Linked DNA regions of Capra hircus: region 1 is linked to region 2. Evidence: chromatin contacts called from public Hi-C data. All regions are on one chromosome and are shown on one strand. The core of a region is the stretch at or near the end of the contact, and the rest is flanking DNA. Distances in the headings are between cores, read along the strand shown. Region 1 holds the start of WNK1 (serine/threonine-protein kinase WNK1). Region 2 overlaps NINJ2 (ninjurin-2).

Region 1 (3,772 bases), core at 824-3,323, 140 kb before region 2:
ACTAACTATAAAATTTAAGAAATTATATTCCTAAAAAACTTGTCAGTTTTTTAAGTTTACTTCCTTCCACATGTTAATTTTCCTTCACACTTGATACGACCTTGGTCATTTGGAAGGTGACATTCAAAAGGTTAAATGTTAACGTATTGGTTCACGGATAATAGATAAATTCCTAGATCACTCAGGTACTTTCATATCCTATTTCAGGTTGGTTCATTTCCTTTGCCAGAAGAATATGGATACTGGCATTTTTCACGTATAATGTCAGTGGTTTTTTCATTCAGTTCAACTCTGCTTCTTCCAATAACTTATGTGAACACACAAAGGTGAAGACAACTTCAGTCAAGCTGCTACAGATCAAGCAACAAGTAGCTCAAACCCCGTTATATCCTTGTCAACCAGGATGACACACCATTATTTACACCATGAAAATCTCCTAGAAGTTAAAAATGAAGCCTTTGTCACTCATTTGTACCCTTGAGAAAGTTTAGCTTAAAAATGTTTTACAAGATTAAAACAATGATAATGACATTACAACCCTCAAAGCACACATACATAAGCTCCTGTATTACCCACAGAACAGCGAGTGGGCTAAACATACACTAGTTTTAGTAACAACGTCTGCTCACGGTTATCAAAAACTTGCTTAAACATCATTAGGTGGAACGATATCAAATACCCAACTGTAACTTTCTAGTCTCAAACTATCCAGTGAAGGAAACCTTTTTTAGTTTATTAGATGCCGGTGCGACCACCAACTAAGATACGTCGAAAAGAAGGTCATTTGTGAACAAGGTCGTTCTCAATTTAAAAAGACAGCCTGTTCTCAGGAATGGAAACACGCATCTAACACACCAGCCGCTCATCACTGCAGATCTCTGATGAACACAAGGCAAGAGGACTGTACTTTCCGAACTCAAAAACTTCCCCGCTCATTTCGTTTCCTGCCAGACACTAAAACAATGACGAGGAGGCAATGCGCTGGTATCCGGATGACTTTCACCACTCCTTCCCGAGGAGCGAATCTCTGGCTACAAATACTAACGCCTCGCCTGTGCCAACACCCCAAATCCTGGTGACTCTTTCGAAAGTTGGCCTCCCCTCATTCGCAGCGAACAGTTAAGAGGAAGACACGTAAAGGGAAAATTCGGCCAAATGGCCGAGCCAAATGTGGGACCCACAGCACTGTAAGAGAAAGAAGGTGGGGTATACCTGCAGCTCACACCAGGCGACCTCCACGGTGGTCTCGGTGTCCAGACCCTTGTAGACCGTCTTAAAGGAGCCCCTGCCGATCTCGATGTCAAACTTGAGAAAGCGGCCGTCGTTGGACATGCCCACGGCCTTGGTCTCCAGCTCCTCGATGTCATCCTGCTGCTGGCTCCGTTCCTCCTGGGGCTCCTTGGCGCTGCCGCCGCCGCTGCCACTTCTCGACGACGGAGGCTCCTCTCGGCTCCCCGCGGGGCCGGGCTGGACAGCCTGGCGGTCTCTGCCCGCGCTGCCCGGGGCCGAAGAGGTGGCCGGGCCCGCGGCGACCGGCTCCTCAAGGGGAGCGGCGGCGGCGGCGGGCGGCTGCTGGGCCACCTGGGCGGCAGCGGCGGGGGTCAGGGTCTCCTCGCGCGGGGGTTCCGGGGGACTCCGCTGCGGGACCACGGCAGCCGCGCCGGGCTGAGGCAGCGGCAGAGGGAGGCCGGGCAGCTCCAGCGCCGTAGCGTTGGAGTCGCAGATGACGCTGCGGCGGAAGAAGCGGTGCTCCGTGGTGGTGGTCGCGGCCGCCCCCCGGCTGTCCTTGTCCATGGTATGGCGGCGACGCCGGTACTCCTCCGTCCGGCCGGCTGCGGCATCGGCCGCTGCGGCGCCCAGTTTCTCCCCCACCGAGGAGTCCGAGCTGGAGCCATTCTTGGGGGCAGGCGCCGGCGGCGAGAGGAACAGCGAGCCCGGCGCGCTGCTCTGCTGGTCGGCGGCGCCGCCAGACATTGTGGGAACGGGAGCGAGAGCGAGGCGGGTGGCTCGAGTTCGCGGAAGAAGGGGGCCGGCCCGGGGCGGCAGGACGACGGCCCCTCACTCGGCACTGACTCGGCGGCCCGAGCGGGAGGCGGGCCCGCGGGCCCGGCTGCGGCGGCCGCTGCGGCTCTCGAGGCGCGCTTGTCGGGGGCGGCGGCGGGGCGGAGGCACGGGGGCTGGCGCCTCACGGCCCGCACCCATCGTGCGGCGAGCGGCGGACGGGCGGGCTGGAGCGCCGGGGGCGCGCGGTCATGGGGGCGGCGCGGCGGCCCGCACCGAGTCAAGGAGGCGGCGGCTGGCTCTCCACCGCTGCGGCCCGGGGCGGGCTAGACCCCCGAGCGGCTGCCGCTCGGCGCGGAGGCGGGCGAGGCCGCGCTGGGGCTCGCGGCCAGGCGGGCGGCCGCTCCTCCTCCCCGCCCTGCTGGACGGCCTCAGAGGCCGCCCATTGCCCGACGCGAGGAGCCGAAGCGCAACACGGAGGAGCGGCCCCCGGCCCCGGGCCTCACCGCCCGCCCCGGGCCGGGCGGACCCCTTCCTCTCCGGGCCGGGGCCGGGGGCTGACGGAGGGAGAGCCGGTGGGGGAGGGCCCGAGCCCGGTGCTCCTCCGGGCCGAGGAGGGCCGGGAGAAGTAAGGGCAGTCACCCGGTCGGGCGCCTTCTGTCACGGAGATGAGTGCAGACAGGCCGCGGAAGAAGAGCCGCGTCCGCCGGCGAAACTCCGCGCTAAATGGCGCCGGGAATCTGAAGCCTCCACACAGCCCGCTCGGGCCCCGCCCCCCGCCGCCCGGGGCGCCCCACCCCCACTCCGCTCGCGGGGCTCTCGCGCAGGCTGTCTCGCCCCGAGACCCTCTGGGACTTGTAGTTGACACCTTGAGGAATGAACGGGACAGAGCAGGAAGACGCCTACGACTCCCGTGATGCCCTGCGGTGGCTTAGCCTGAGGCCCCACGGGAGCTGTAGTTCCCTTTGAAACCGCCTCTTCTGGAAGGCGGATGGGAGCGTCACCGCGGGTCGCTAAGCCTTATCCTTTAGTGGGCGCTAGCTAGGAAAAGCATGACTTAGGCATTAATTGTGGAAGAAGGGAAGAGAAAAACAGGAGAAGGACTCAGGAAGAGGGGAGAGGCTCCCACCATGCTGTACTGAGGCGAGAGCGAGCTCTTGGGATTGCCATGGATGGAAAACGAGCTGCTGTGCCTATTTAAATACGGTGTCGAGACCGGAGCGTGGGCGGAGAGCCGGGAGGAGCCGGACCCCTCTGCTCCGGCCACAGACTTTGTGCATAACACTGATTGGCTGGGGGAGGGGGGAAGCTCCCTTCCATGGCACTTAAGGCCGCATCCTGGGCTCCAAGCCCAGGACAGATCCTCTGACTCGCAGAGACCAGCTGCCCCACTGCAGTCAAGGGTCACAGCGAACTCCGCCCGGAAAAAGCGCACAGCGCGCGGGAGGGGGTGGGTTCGAGAAGAAACAAGGTCTACGTATCTTTGCGGCTTTTACCACAAACTTGAAGGTGCTGAGTTGACTTGGATGAAACTTAATCTGCTCCTGTCTCTCTTGGTGCTTAGTGAAAACAGCCTCCCTCTTCCTTTAGAGGTGCCTGAGTGTGCCCGTGTGATCGACACCCCGGCTTTGGACGTGAGGCTTTCTCGAAAGCATCCTCGGGCTCCCTGGACCCCTAGCTCCGCGCAGCCGCCGCTCAAGATGGTGCAGGTGATGAGCACCAGGGGGCACCCAACGGAGCAGGAAGCCGGACCCAGACGGCGGTTGAAAGT
Region 2 (3,934 bases), core at 825-3,324:
GACCGACCAACCAACCTAAGGATGCCCTGACCAATTTCATGGGACTGTGTGAGGACTGCATAAGATGACTCATGTCCCGTGTTAAGCCAAGTCAGGCACAAGGTCTGTAATCTGTAAGAGGAAACTGTTGTCATCCCCAGTGCCAGGACCTACTGTGCAAGCCCACAGTAGGACAGACCCAGGTACCTTTTCACACTTAACCCTGACAGAGGCTGAGAGCTCACAGGTTATAGGGTCTACATGGGGGCTTATTGTTAAGATGGCTCATTATGTTGACCTTGCAAACAAAGAGTAAATCACAGTGATCCTTGAGACTGACCAAATTGCCCAAGTGGCATCCTGTTATCACTGGTGCCTATCTTCTCAAAGCTGCGAGAGCACCAGATTCCAGATCTCCGGCTACATGATCATCCCTTTGAAGAACTTCTCAGTGGTGGGGTATAAGAAGGACTCTGTCAGAAAGGGAGGACGCTGGTTTCTCCTTAAGAGTCAGTCACCTCCTCTTTTCCCTCTAATAATTTTCCCTTTTCTTGCCTGACTGCCCGGTTTGCTCTCTCCTTCTCTGCACTCGCCTTACAGCACCTCATTAAAGGTGAGTTGGCATAGTAGGTCGCCCCAGTCCACACACCTGAACAAATCGCTCTTCCTGGGCTAGGATCCGCCTTTCCTTTTTTTGAAACCAGCCTGGCTCTTTGCCATCTCCTGCCAGGTGGCTTTTCTGGGTAGTTGGGCATCTTGAGGCCAACACGGGGCCGACAGCCCACGGCTCCTCTGGGCCTGTTGTGTCTAATGCCTGGTGTTATAGCTGATCCACAGGGAAACTGCCATGTGGCTTTTCTCAGGGCTGACTGACTCAATGGAGGGCCACCCCTGCCCTGGAGCTGCCTAGGGTGAGTGACTCAGGGCCTCTGACCCTGGCCTGGTGCCCAGCCACCTGGACTCTGCCTCTTAGAGGGTATATCCCCGGCACTCAGAGGAGGAACTTCCCTGCACCTGGACCGCCCTGGCTTGGAAGGGACATAAGAAATCATCCATCCTGCCTCCCTCATCTCGCAGATGAGAAAGGGAGCTGGGTGATGGGAATACCGAGCTTGTCACCGAAGCGGGATTTGGACCTAGCCTGCCTCCTGTGGTTCCCACCAGCTGTCACAAATCCTCCTCTCCTGGCCTTCCCACCAGGCCTTCTCCTCCTCTCAGGGCCCAGCAGGCGGGCTCCAGGTCCTAAACTCTCTGAGCAGGGCATCCCATGGCTTTTTGGTAGGACAGTTACTTACCCCCTTGGGAGAACACCCCTGTAACCTCGTTTCCAAGAAAGTGCAGAATGATCTCTTGAAGAGGGTGGCCCCCACTGAACTTACTGTCTATCAGTTCAGTTCAGTACCTCAGTCATGTCTAACTCTTTGCGACCCCATGGACTGCAGCATGCCAGGCCTCCCTGTCCATCACCAACTCCTGGAATTTACTCAAATTCATGTCCATCGAGTTGGTGATGCCATCCAACCATCTCATCCTCTGTCCTCCCCTTCTTCTCCAACCTTCAATCTTTCCCAGCATCAGGTGTGGTGGTGGTTTAGTTGCTAAGTCGTGTCCGACTCTTGCGACCCCATGGACTGTAGCCTGCCAGGCTCCTCTGTCCATGGGATTCTCTAGGCAAGAATACTGGAGTGGATTGCCATTTCCTTCTTCAGGGGGTCTTCCCAACCCAGGAATTGAACCCAGGTCCCTGGCATTGCAGGCAGATTGTTTACCAACTGAGCTGTGAGGGAAGCCTACCCAGCATCAGGGTCCTTTCAAATGAGTCAATAAACAGCTGCAAAACTGTGTTTACTTTTCTGCTCAAAAAGGCATTCCTTTCCTATCCAACCCAATTTTCCTCAAGAAACAAAAATACAGGCCAGCAAGGATGAAGGGATAAATAACCGTCTGGCGGAACAATGGAGCAGTGCACGGCTTCAAGAGTTGGAACCCCCACCAGCCTGGGGAGCTGGACTTGGCGAGCCGGCTGGGGACAGGGCAGTCTGAAACGGACCGAGGGCAGGGCGAGGAAGAGTGCGCGCCCGGCGGCGTGGGGCGCCCGCGGCCCGGGGCGGGGTCTGCGGGGTCACACCCACGTGCCCTTGCCGCCCAGAGCGCCGGGCGCCCACTGCGTGTCAGCAGGGCCGGCCTGGGTGCTCAGCCGGCGCGGTGGGCAGGCTGCGGGCCGCGCATCTCTAAGGAGGGCCCCGGGGTCTGCCCCCCCGCCCCGCTGTCCTGGAGGAACAGTGCGGGCGCGAGGGCGGAGGTGAGGGGGGCTGAGACAGACGCTGAGGGCCGGGGGTCCCTGTGAGACCGACCTCAGATGGGAGAAACGAGGCTCAGATCTCTTTCCGTCTCACTCGGACGCCTCCCGAATGGCATTAACCCCCCGTTTGGGGGTGTGGAAACTGAGGCCCAAAGTGGGAGGCCCAGAGCCGGGGGGTGGGGGCGGTGGGGCGTCTAGGCCCCGGCCCCCGCCCAGAGGACCCGGACAACTACGGGTGCCACCGGCGGCCCGCGCCCACCGCGCCGGCTCCTCAGACCCCTGGGCGCAGGAGGGGCAAGGAGGGGCCGGGCCGGGCCGGGCGGGGAGGGCGCGGGCGCGGGCGCGGGCAGAGGAACTGAAGTGACTCAGGCCGGTGCGCGCAGGCCGGGCCTTTGTTCCCGGGACGCCCGGCCTTAAAGGCCCAGCGCTCGAGGCAGGCGCGCGCCCTGCGGCCGTCCTGGCCCAGGGGCCGCACTTCTGGCGAAGCGGGGGACTAGGGTGGGAGGGGGTCGCTCCTGGGCTCCTGGCTGTCAACAAAAGAGGGGCATCCATCAGAATTCGGGGGTTCATCTAATCGGATCCTCAGGCCATAGGGAGGGCCCCCTCTGGTCATTTCAGCCATCCCTCTGCCTCAGGGCAAAGCTGCATCTAAATCGTCCAGAGGAATTTAAGAAAACCCTTCCCCTGCTTTTGGGGATTCCCCAGGGGCTCAGAAGGTAAAGCATCCGCCCGCAATGTGGGAGACCTGGGTTCAGTCCCTGGGTCGCGAAGATCCCCTGAAGAAGGAAATGGCAACCCACTCCAATACTCTTGTCTGGAAAATCCCATGTGGCGGAGAAGCCTGGTACATGGGGTCGCGAAGAGTCAGACACGACTGTTACAGGGACCCCTTGCTAGGCAGCGCCTCCCCGAGTCTCTCAGCCGTCTGTCCTCTAACCACAGTCCCCACCTTGCAGGGTGACTGGCCCACCCAAGTCAGCATTGAGTCATTTCAACCCTTATTTCACAGCTTTGGTGGGTTTTAGGTCAGCCAACGGAGAAGGCAATGGCACCCCACTCCAGTTCTCTTGCCTGGAAAATCCCATGGACAGAAGAGCCTGGAAGGCTGCAGTCCATGGGGTCGCTGAGGGTCGTACACGACTGAGCGACTTCACTTTCACTTTTCACTTTCATGCATCGGAGAAGGAAATGGCAGCCCACTCCAGTGCTCTTGCCTGGGGAATCCCAGGGACGGCAGAGCCTGGTGGGCTGCTGTCTATGGGGTCGCACAGAGTCGGACACGACTGAAGTGACTTAGCAGCAGTAGCAGCAGGTCAGCCAAGGCAGACCTGTGAACAGACTCCCATCCTAGCCTCCGTGAGTCCAGGTTTCACACCAACCCTGACTTGTCAGTGGATTCCTCAGGGAGAAACACCAACCTGTACCCCACCCCTCAGCGCCCACACCCCTCTTGCCCAAGCTGCTCCTTCGGACCCGAGCGCCACCATGTGGACTCCGGGCAATGGTGCCCTGTGGGACCAGAACCTTTCAACATGTCTCCCTGCTCTGGGCCCTCATTAGGCCATGCATCCATCCCCAGCGCCATCCTAAATGAATCGCCTCAAAAACTGCAGGTTGCCTGCAGCATTCAGTTTGCCCCCTGCCCCCACAGCC

What was found. A called contact is a pair of places that touch in the nucleus more often than the background predicts.
Region 1: a Hi-C map of blood shows a contact between it and region 2, with 4 times the contacts expected there. The contact joins the promoter of WNK1 here to the enhancer-like site in region 2. A contact is called at or near these places in 2 of 5 Hi-C or Micro-C datasets (both in blood).

The regions. Positions count from the first base shown.
Region 1 is chr5:106,506,965-106,510,736 of ARS1.2, reverse strand. It overlaps WNK1 (serine/threonine-protein kinase WNK1), which reads right to left and starts at 2,073. Exons shown (of 26, transcript XM_018048668.1): 1 at 1,213-2,073. The coding sequence starts at 1,974.
Region 2 is chr5:106,370,726-106,374,659 of ARS1.2, reverse strand. All of the region lies in intron 1 of NINJ2 (ninjurin-2), which reads left to right. Among named protein-coding and RNA genes, the nearest start is that of NINJ2, 67 kb to the left of the region's middle. Within about 2 kb of position 2,074, at least 5 of the 5 cell types and tissues checked have an H3K27ac peak or open chromatin away from gene starts, as enhancers often do.